Regions from separate parts of the Sorghum bicolor genome. Here region 1 is linked to region 2. A link is a contact called in public HiCAR-type data. All regions are on one chromosome and are shown on one strand. Each heading gives the region's core, a stretch centred on a gene start, on an enhancer-like site or on the middle of the called end of the contact. The rest is flanking DNA. Distances are from core to core; before and after follow the strand shown. Region 1 holds the start of LOC8060343. Region 2 holds the start of LOC8060338 (phospholipase D zeta 1).

What was found. HiCAR-type assays count read pairs that join an accessible place to other places.
Region 1: a contact with region 2 is called in a HiCAR-type map of leaf, with 4 times the contacts expected there. The contact joins the promoter of LOC8060343 here to the promoter of LOC8060338 in region 2. A contact is called at or near these places in 2 of 4 Hi-C or Micro-C datasets (both in leaf) and 1 of 1 datasets of contacts at active chromatin or transcription factors (leaf).

Annotation. Positions count from the first base shown.
Region 1 is chr3:15,347,103-15,351,158 of Sorghum_bicolor_NCBIv3, reverse strand. LOC8060343 reads right to left here and starts at 2,380. Exons shown (of 5, transcript XR_002451707.1): 1 at 2,007-2,380; 2 at 1,762-1,864; 3 at 490-563; 4 at 1-396. It overlaps LOC8060342 (dual specificity protein phosphatase PHS1), which reads right to left. Exons shown (of 11, transcript XM_002455488.2): 11 at 3,364-4,018. The coding sequence ends at 3,649.
Region 2 is chr3:15,204,233-15,208,243 of Sorghum_bicolor_NCBIv3, reverse strand. It overlaps LOC8060338 (phospholipase D zeta 1), which reads left to right and starts at 2,031. Exons shown (of 20, transcript XM_021456955.1): 1 at 2,031-2,483; 2 at 3,997-4,011. The coding sequence starts at 2,244.

The DNA of each region.
Region 1 (4,056 bases), core at 1,131-3,630, 140 kb before region 2:
GACCAAGGAGCGCATTTTTTGCAGCTCATCCTCAAGAATTGACATCCTCTCTTTGGCATTTGTCACCTCAACTTGTAGTCTAATGATTTCATCATCCTTCTTTTGGGATGCCACTTGCAGCCCATCTACATTCTGCAGAAGCTTTTGTGCTTGCTTCACCTCTATGTTCTTGCTCTTAATGGCCCCTCTGTAATCTTCTTCCATTGTCTTAAGCTGGTTACACACAAAATTCTTTTTCGCTTGTAATGCTGAAATTTCCTTGTCCTTCTCTGACCTCAGGATCTTGTAAGCTTTCTTTAGTTTCCTTACCTCTTCCCTAATATCTTTCCCACTTTTCTGGTGATCTGAATTGTCGGTACAAATCTCCATCTGACTTTCAAACTTCTTCAGTTTTTCCTGGCATTATGAGAGAAGGTGAAAAATCGGTGAGATGGACAATATGAAATCCACAATGGTCCAGGCAAACTAAACTCATGTATTTGTAACTACCTTTAGCTCAGTATTTTCAGCAGTCAAATTCAAAATACAACTTTTGAAGTCCTCCAAATCATTCTCAGCAAGTTCTGGTTTGAGCACACAAGGGAAGGTTTGACTTTAACTTCCAAAATAATAAGTTAGAATCTCAAAATGCAACATGGAGATGCAGTGAACAACTGAATATACAAGGTGCCAAACATATACTTTGTCTTCTAAACAGCTGTAAACCATATGGAAAATGCTGCAAATCCAACTGGTTCAACACAGCTGTAAAGCCCAATTACTCCCTCCATTCCTATTTATCTGGCATACGAGGCTATATACCAGATACCAAGGAGGCTATAGAGGCACGCACACTTATTTACTGCCGTGCTTCGCTGCGCCTAGAATACCATCATACCGCCGGCAGCTAAATCGTTTTTTATTCAGGTGGAGCAATCAGCAAGTGTCTAGAAGGGCACGGACATGAGAGTATACACTAGCTAGCGCAGCGGTTCAGCTGCATGCATGCAGCATGCGTCGCCGGAGTAATGATCATATACCTTGGTACTACCGCCCGCCAGGTATTGTGACCGATTTAAAAAACGCTCGTACGCCAGATAAATCGGATCGGAGGGAGTAGGTGGGAAAAATAACCAACATTCAAGTTCTTGATAAAGAAACTATTTTGTTGTACAAGTCTAGGCTGCTGTAAGATCCAAAAGTAAATAAAATAATGCACATGGCATAGTCAATAACATTTGGAATCTCAAACCGCAACGTGGAGATGTAGCTACCATAAGGTGCCAACTTCTAGTGTGGTGACTGTTTTACACCAATGTAATCTTAAGAAGTTAAGAGACAACTCTAAGCTACACAATACACAGCAGAAACAAATAGAGATGAAGCTTTTTCATTCTTATTCTATAGTAGCAGCAAAAGTAGGCTAAGGAAGGGCAGGTGCCCACGAAGGGCCATAGAAAGCATAATGAAATTGGCACAGATATGTACTATATACCTAAAGAGGACAAACTAACTTCAGTAATCGAGAGAGTGCAATCAGGCACAGAAAAGAACTAACTGTCACTACAAGAGAGCTCCTATCATAAAGAACGAATATGAAAGGGATATGAAATGGAACCCACGAAGCTAAGGCAATGTTTGGTTTCAGTATACAATGGCCGTGGCAGTAGCAGCCACGGTAGCAGCGAGAATCAATCAAGTATTTCAAACGCACACAAGTATCAAGATAACGATGAAACCCAAAGAGGAACAGTCGAAGCTTTGGTTCCTCTCCTTCCTTACCTGCGAGCTTCTGGTAGCAGTGAATCTGAAGCTCCTTGCCGCCAAGACACGCCGCCGTCTCAGCCTCAACGGCCCTCTTTCGGACCTCCTCGTGCTTACAGATCTGGAAGTAGAGATGGCGCAAAAAAAAAAGGAAAAAAAAGAAAGAAAACCTAGCGCGCGTCAGCGGCGGCGGAGAGCTGGCCTTCCCCGAATCCAATCGCAAAGAGAAACAACCCGCGGACAGGGACCCGAATCGTTCGTACCTGCTGGAGGCGGGCCTGGGAGATCTCCTCGCGCTCGCGGAGGCCGCTCTGCAGGAACTGGAGCTCGGTGATGAGGTGCTCGCGCTCGACGGAGAGCTCCTCGGCCTGCGCGTACGCCTGGCGCAGCATCTTCACGAGGCGGTCGTACGTGCGGCGCCACGCGGGCAGGTAGACCTGGGCCGGAGTGGGCGCGGGCGCCAGCGCCGGTGCCGGCACCAGCGCGCCGGCGTCGCCTCTGGCCATGGAATCCGCTAGAATCGGAGAGCAGAGGGAGGCGGGCGGAGCCGCGGAAGGGACGGCCGCCGCTTGGGGTTTCCTGTGGAGGTGCGGTTTGCGCCGCGAGGAGGAGAGCGGTGGCGGCGTGGAGCGGAGGGGAGATGACCGTTGGATGTGGGGGCCCGGGGACGAGGAATCGAGATCGGGTCGCTATTTTGGTGGGCCCCACCTGACAATCACGGAATTTGAACAGGAATGGGCCCGGTTTTGCCAGACAGCCAGGGAGCGGGGGACCGGGGGTCATAGGCTTCTTGGATTTGGATGACCTAATTTTTTACTTCTTAGCTCTTTTTTTGAAAAAATTTAGCTACGCCAAGTTCTTGACAGAAACTAGCAGCTACTCCAAAATTTTCCACACTGCTTTCTGAAAACACAAAACATTTCTTAGGCTTGTTTAAATCACCCCAAAATTCAAAACCTTTTCAAGATTCCACATCACATCGAATCTTACGGCACATGCATGAAGCACTAAATATAGACAAGAACAAAAACTAATTGCACAATTTGTCTGTAATTTACGAAACAAATCTTTTGAGCCTACTTATAGTCTATAGTTGGATAATAATTGTCAAATACAAACGAAAGTGCTACACTATCAAAAACTTTTCAGAACTAAACAATGTCTTAGCTTCCAAACACTGTTTTATGAATAATGTAATTCTTATTGCTAAGACATACTCCCTCTGCCCACAAAATAATATAATCTTCGCATTTCAAGAAACCAAATGCTTTCAAATTTAACCAAATTTATACAAGAAAAATACTAACATTTGTGATACAACATAGATATCATTAGATTCATTATGAAATATACTTTCATAATAAACTAATTTGGAGACATAAATATGAATACTATTTACTGTAAACTTAATTAAACTTTACCGTAGTTGCATTTTTTTATGGACAGAGTACTTATTCACAACAAGGCATTTAAAAATAGTAGGGATGCACTTACTCCTTTTCACTAGAGGAAAAGACAACTTTCATCAACCTCCCTTCCTTTGTTGTTTTTATACAGGCCAGGACTCAGGACCTTGTTTTATGTAAGAAACCACATAGAAAATGTACCTTAGGTGCCACCTTGAAAGACCAAACAACAGGAATGAACACGGGACAATATCCATACAATATACAATAATAACTCTGTAGATCACATTAGAAGAAAACTGCAAATTGCAGACTACAGGTACAAGAGCGTAGTCTTATTCCTTAGTGGTGCGCCCTTCATACCTGAACATTCTTGTGCTAATCATACAGGCGTGTGAACTAAATCTATAGTCTATAGTCACCAAAGTTCAGTCTAATAGTACAAGTTACGACAGTGTGAGCCAAGTACATTGCCTCAGCTATAGTACAGGAAAACAGATCAGAAGCTCAGCTCATTGGTGAACACCTTGGTCAGCTTCTGAGACGGGCTCAGGCTTCCGCCTCGGCTGATCCGGAGTGACTCGATTGATTTCTGGATCTCCATGGTCATGGCGCTGTCTACACTGCCTGCAGAGAGCCGCTTGTGTGCCTTTTGCAGGTGAAGCTTGAGCGAACTCGTACTTAGACCAACATTCTTGCTGCAGATTGGGCACACCTTCATTTCTGGCCGCTTGTGCTGCCAGTCCATAGATACCTTACCATGCAGCCTCTTATCAAGGGCCAGGAGAGCCTTGGCGAAGCCATCGTTTGGCTGTGCTCGACGGTGTACTTTCTTCAGTAAGTTCCAGGCTTTTGCGAGAGTGAAACCCCTGAAGAATACAGCTCTATCAGGGCACTCACAATGCAA
Region 2 (4,011 bases), core at 782-3,281:
AGGGAGAGCATGTTTGGTTCCACTTACTAAAGTTTAGTCAGCTAAAACTATTTTAGCTATTCTTAAGTGACTAGTGAGACTAAACTATTTTAGAACGTCTTTAAGAGACTCTCTAAATCCTTGCTAAAAGCTAGGAATATAGATTTTGATGAAAAATTGTCCTCCAATAGCTTATCTCTCCAATAACTTATCTAAATGGTTATCTAAATATAGCCATCTTTTATTTTTGATTTTTTATTAGCTAAAAATAAAAGATGAGAATGACTCTCTATAGTGTGCATAAGATATAGAAAATATGTTGAAGAGTAAAAAGATATAAAAAGTGTTTTTTATGCAAATGGCTCTCCAAATGATGATTTAAAGAATGAGATTTAGATATGCTCTTGAAGATGAAATTTAGCTACTAAATTGACTAAAACTTAGCTGGCTAAAATTTAACAAGGGAAAACAAACAGACCTATAGTGGTATTATATCGGTTTCAACATGTTGCGGCTAGGAGTTCTTTTTGCACATTTACCTGAGCCTGTTCGCTAGTCTAAAAAGCCATAACTGGAAATATTATTCGCTAAGCTTATCAGCCGAATCTATCAGCTATTCAGCAGCGTTTTTCTCTCATAAAAATCAGCAACAATATTTTTTGCCATAACTTATAAACCAAACGAACGCAGCGTTTGACCACCATAGGACGCTTGGAGTTCCACTCTCGAACTTTCACAATTTTGCTTGTCACGTGTGAGGGACCTACGCTCCGTATGCTACAGTTATAGGGTATGCCAAACGATATATATGTGTTTGTGTTTAGATTTTTTTAAGTTCAACTAGATTTATAGAAAATATATTATCAATATTTATGTTAGTAAATACATTTATTATGAAAATATATTAATGATTTATCTAATGGTAGTAATTGTATACCATAAATATTAATGTTTTATTATATACATTTGGTAAAAAAATAAAAAAAAACTGATTTTCTCAAGAAGTGGTAAGGACACTATATGGAACAGAGAGAATAGCAATTTAGATTGCTCATTTTGAATGTCATGTGGTCAAAATTTGTTGTCCGATAGATATGCGTCTTTTAGGACAGCAACCAAACAAATCATAATTACAACCGAGCATCAAGACTTAAAAAATAATAAAATTCAACCTATTGCTTTTCAATATCAGCATACATATTTTATTATCAACTATAATCAAATTGGTGCCCCATGAAATTATCATTTATCTTAAGGAGATATACTTCAGGTCTCCCTTTATCTCAAAATAATTCTCCATCTCGTATTTCTAAGAGTTTTAAAAAAAATTCTAACTTTGGCTAAATATATAATTTTAGTAAATTTATTTGAAGATAGAAATTTTAACATTATTTCTATAAATCTAATTAAAATTGAGATTAGCTGTAGAGATTTATTTTAGAAACGAGATGTAGAGATTTATTTTAGAAAGGAGGAAGTAGGAGGTACATTCACACAAACGTGCGGCACGGACGTGTGGCTCATGGAACTTGTCACGTCCCACCATGTTGAGACGTCCATGCGTTAGTCTCAAAGTAGTGTTACATCAAATTTTACGGCACATATATTAAACATTAAATATAAATAAAAATAATCTTTAATTTGTAAAACGAATTTTTTGAGTCTAGTTAATCTATGATTACACAATACTTGTCAAATAAAAATGAAAGCGCTATTATTTCTATTTTGCAAAGTTTTTTAAAGTAAACAAGGCACTAGCTTAAGGCCTCGTTTAGATCTAGTTTTTTTTATTTTGATACTATAATATTTTCGTTTTTATTTGACAAACATTGTCCAATCATGGAGTAACTAGGTTTAAGAGATTCGTCTCGTAATTTACAGATAAACTATGCAATTAATTTTTATTTTTATCTATATTTAATGTTTTATGCACGTGCCGTAAGATTTGATGTGACGATAAATCTTGAAAAGTTTTTGATTTTTGGATGAACTAAACAAGTCCTAAACCATCAAAATAAGATCATCATCAGAAATCAGAAATATAAATTCAATCAAAAAATTGGCAAGGAAAAAGCCAAAAGCACCCCAAATTTGGCAGGCAGCAGAGCACATCCATCTGCACGTCTCCCCCTTCCTTCCACGGCGCGGCAGTCCGGTCGTGGCACCTACCGGCTCACCGCCCCTTTCCTCCGCTTCCGCTTCGTGTCTCGCCCGCACTCCCAAACACCAAGCCAAACCATCCATATATACCCCGCGAGGAATCTATGACCGGCGAGGAGGAGGAGGAGCAGGAGCACGGCGGCCACGGGTACGTCAGGATGCCGCCGGAGCCGCCCGAGCCGGAGGGGTTGGGCGCCGCGTCGTCGGCGTCGTTCCGCCTGCCGGAGTCGGCGCGGGTGTTCGACGAGCTGCCGCGGGCCAGGATCGTCGGGGTCTCGCGCCCCGACGCCGGGGACATCACGCCCATGCTGCTCTCCTACACCATCGAGGTCCACTACAAGCAGGTCCGTCCCCGGGCGCCGCCACCTCTTCCCACCTCCGGATTCGTCTGGCCTTGCTAGCTCCTCTGGTTGGGTGGGCAGCGCAGTAGTGCCTGGCATTTGGTGGTTTAGAATTGCTGCGTGGATTGGGCGTCTGGGTGATTTGTTCCCCCGATGGGCTCCGACTACATTTTTCTAGGTGATCTCAGAAGCTTCGATTATCCCTTGACTTGAGGTGCCGACAACTGAGTTGCTCATTCGATTCGGGTTCTGTGAGTGAGTGGCTTGTGGTTCAATTCGGGCGTGCAGCGTGCTGCTCTGATGTCGATGCGAATATGGAAGTGTGTATACTTTATTTATATATAATAAAGGTAGCCTTTGTTGAATTCCTATTCCTTTTTCACAAAAAACTTATTGGGCTTACTGTGGAGGAAAATGATACCTCTTATGTGCTTTGGGTTGCAATGTTGTCAGTGCGTGACTCAATGATTGCATGAGTTCCGTCTGGGATTTTCCATTCGATGCAAAAAGCTGGTGAACATTTCGCCTCTGCCAATGTTCAGTGTGCTGATGTCCTTTAGCAATTTGAGCTTCTTGCTACTCCTTCAAAAGTCCATTATCTTTTCGTTGGGTACAAGTGGTTGAGGTGATCATTGTATACCATTCAATAATAATTAACATAGGAGATTAGGACTTTGTATGGCCCACTATCATTAAACTTCTTTTAAAGAAAAGGGTAACCCGTAGGTTTCAGTAAAATCAACTGCCATTAAACATTTCTTATATTTGGTGCTTTGTGCGTGCACTGGGAAACAGAAAAAGTATATGCTTACATGGAACTCAGGTAGTTTTTGTTTTGTCTCTTTTGCTTTCAAAGGGTCTCTCTTTTTTTTTGGTGGGTGGGTGGGTTAATATTAGAGTGCAATCTGGTGGCAAATGTATGAGACATTCAGTGTGATGTACTGATGTCATTAGATGACTGGGTGAAGTGACGGGTGGACACAGAGAACAAAATGCGAACTGGGGTGCTGCTGCCAATCAACCAAGGAAAAAGATTGATGTGATATGTCCCCTTGTGGTTGCATCGAGTGAAGGCAAAATTGAATAGTCTTGCATCAGTTGATGTAGCATAGCATGGTACATTGCTGTCTTGTTGATGAATAGTGTGAAAACCGGCCTTGTTTACTTTCAAAAAATTTTGCAAAATAGGAATAGTAGCACTTTCGTTTGTATTTGACAAATATTGTCCAATTATAGACTAACTAGGCTCAAAAGATTCGTCTCGTCAATTCCGACCAAACTGTGCAATTAGTTTTTATTTTCATCTATATTTAATACTCCATGCATACGTCTAAAGATTCGATGTGACGGGGAATCTGAAAAATTTTGCAAAATTTTTGAGGAACTAAACAAGGACCACTGGAATATTTGGGATTGCTTTGGTTAACGTTCATTTATTGAATTTCTAGCCTATGCAATTCCCCAAAATATGAAGTCTGAAATCCATTAAAATAATGTTCACTAGTTCTTCTCTCAGTTTAGGTGGCTTCTA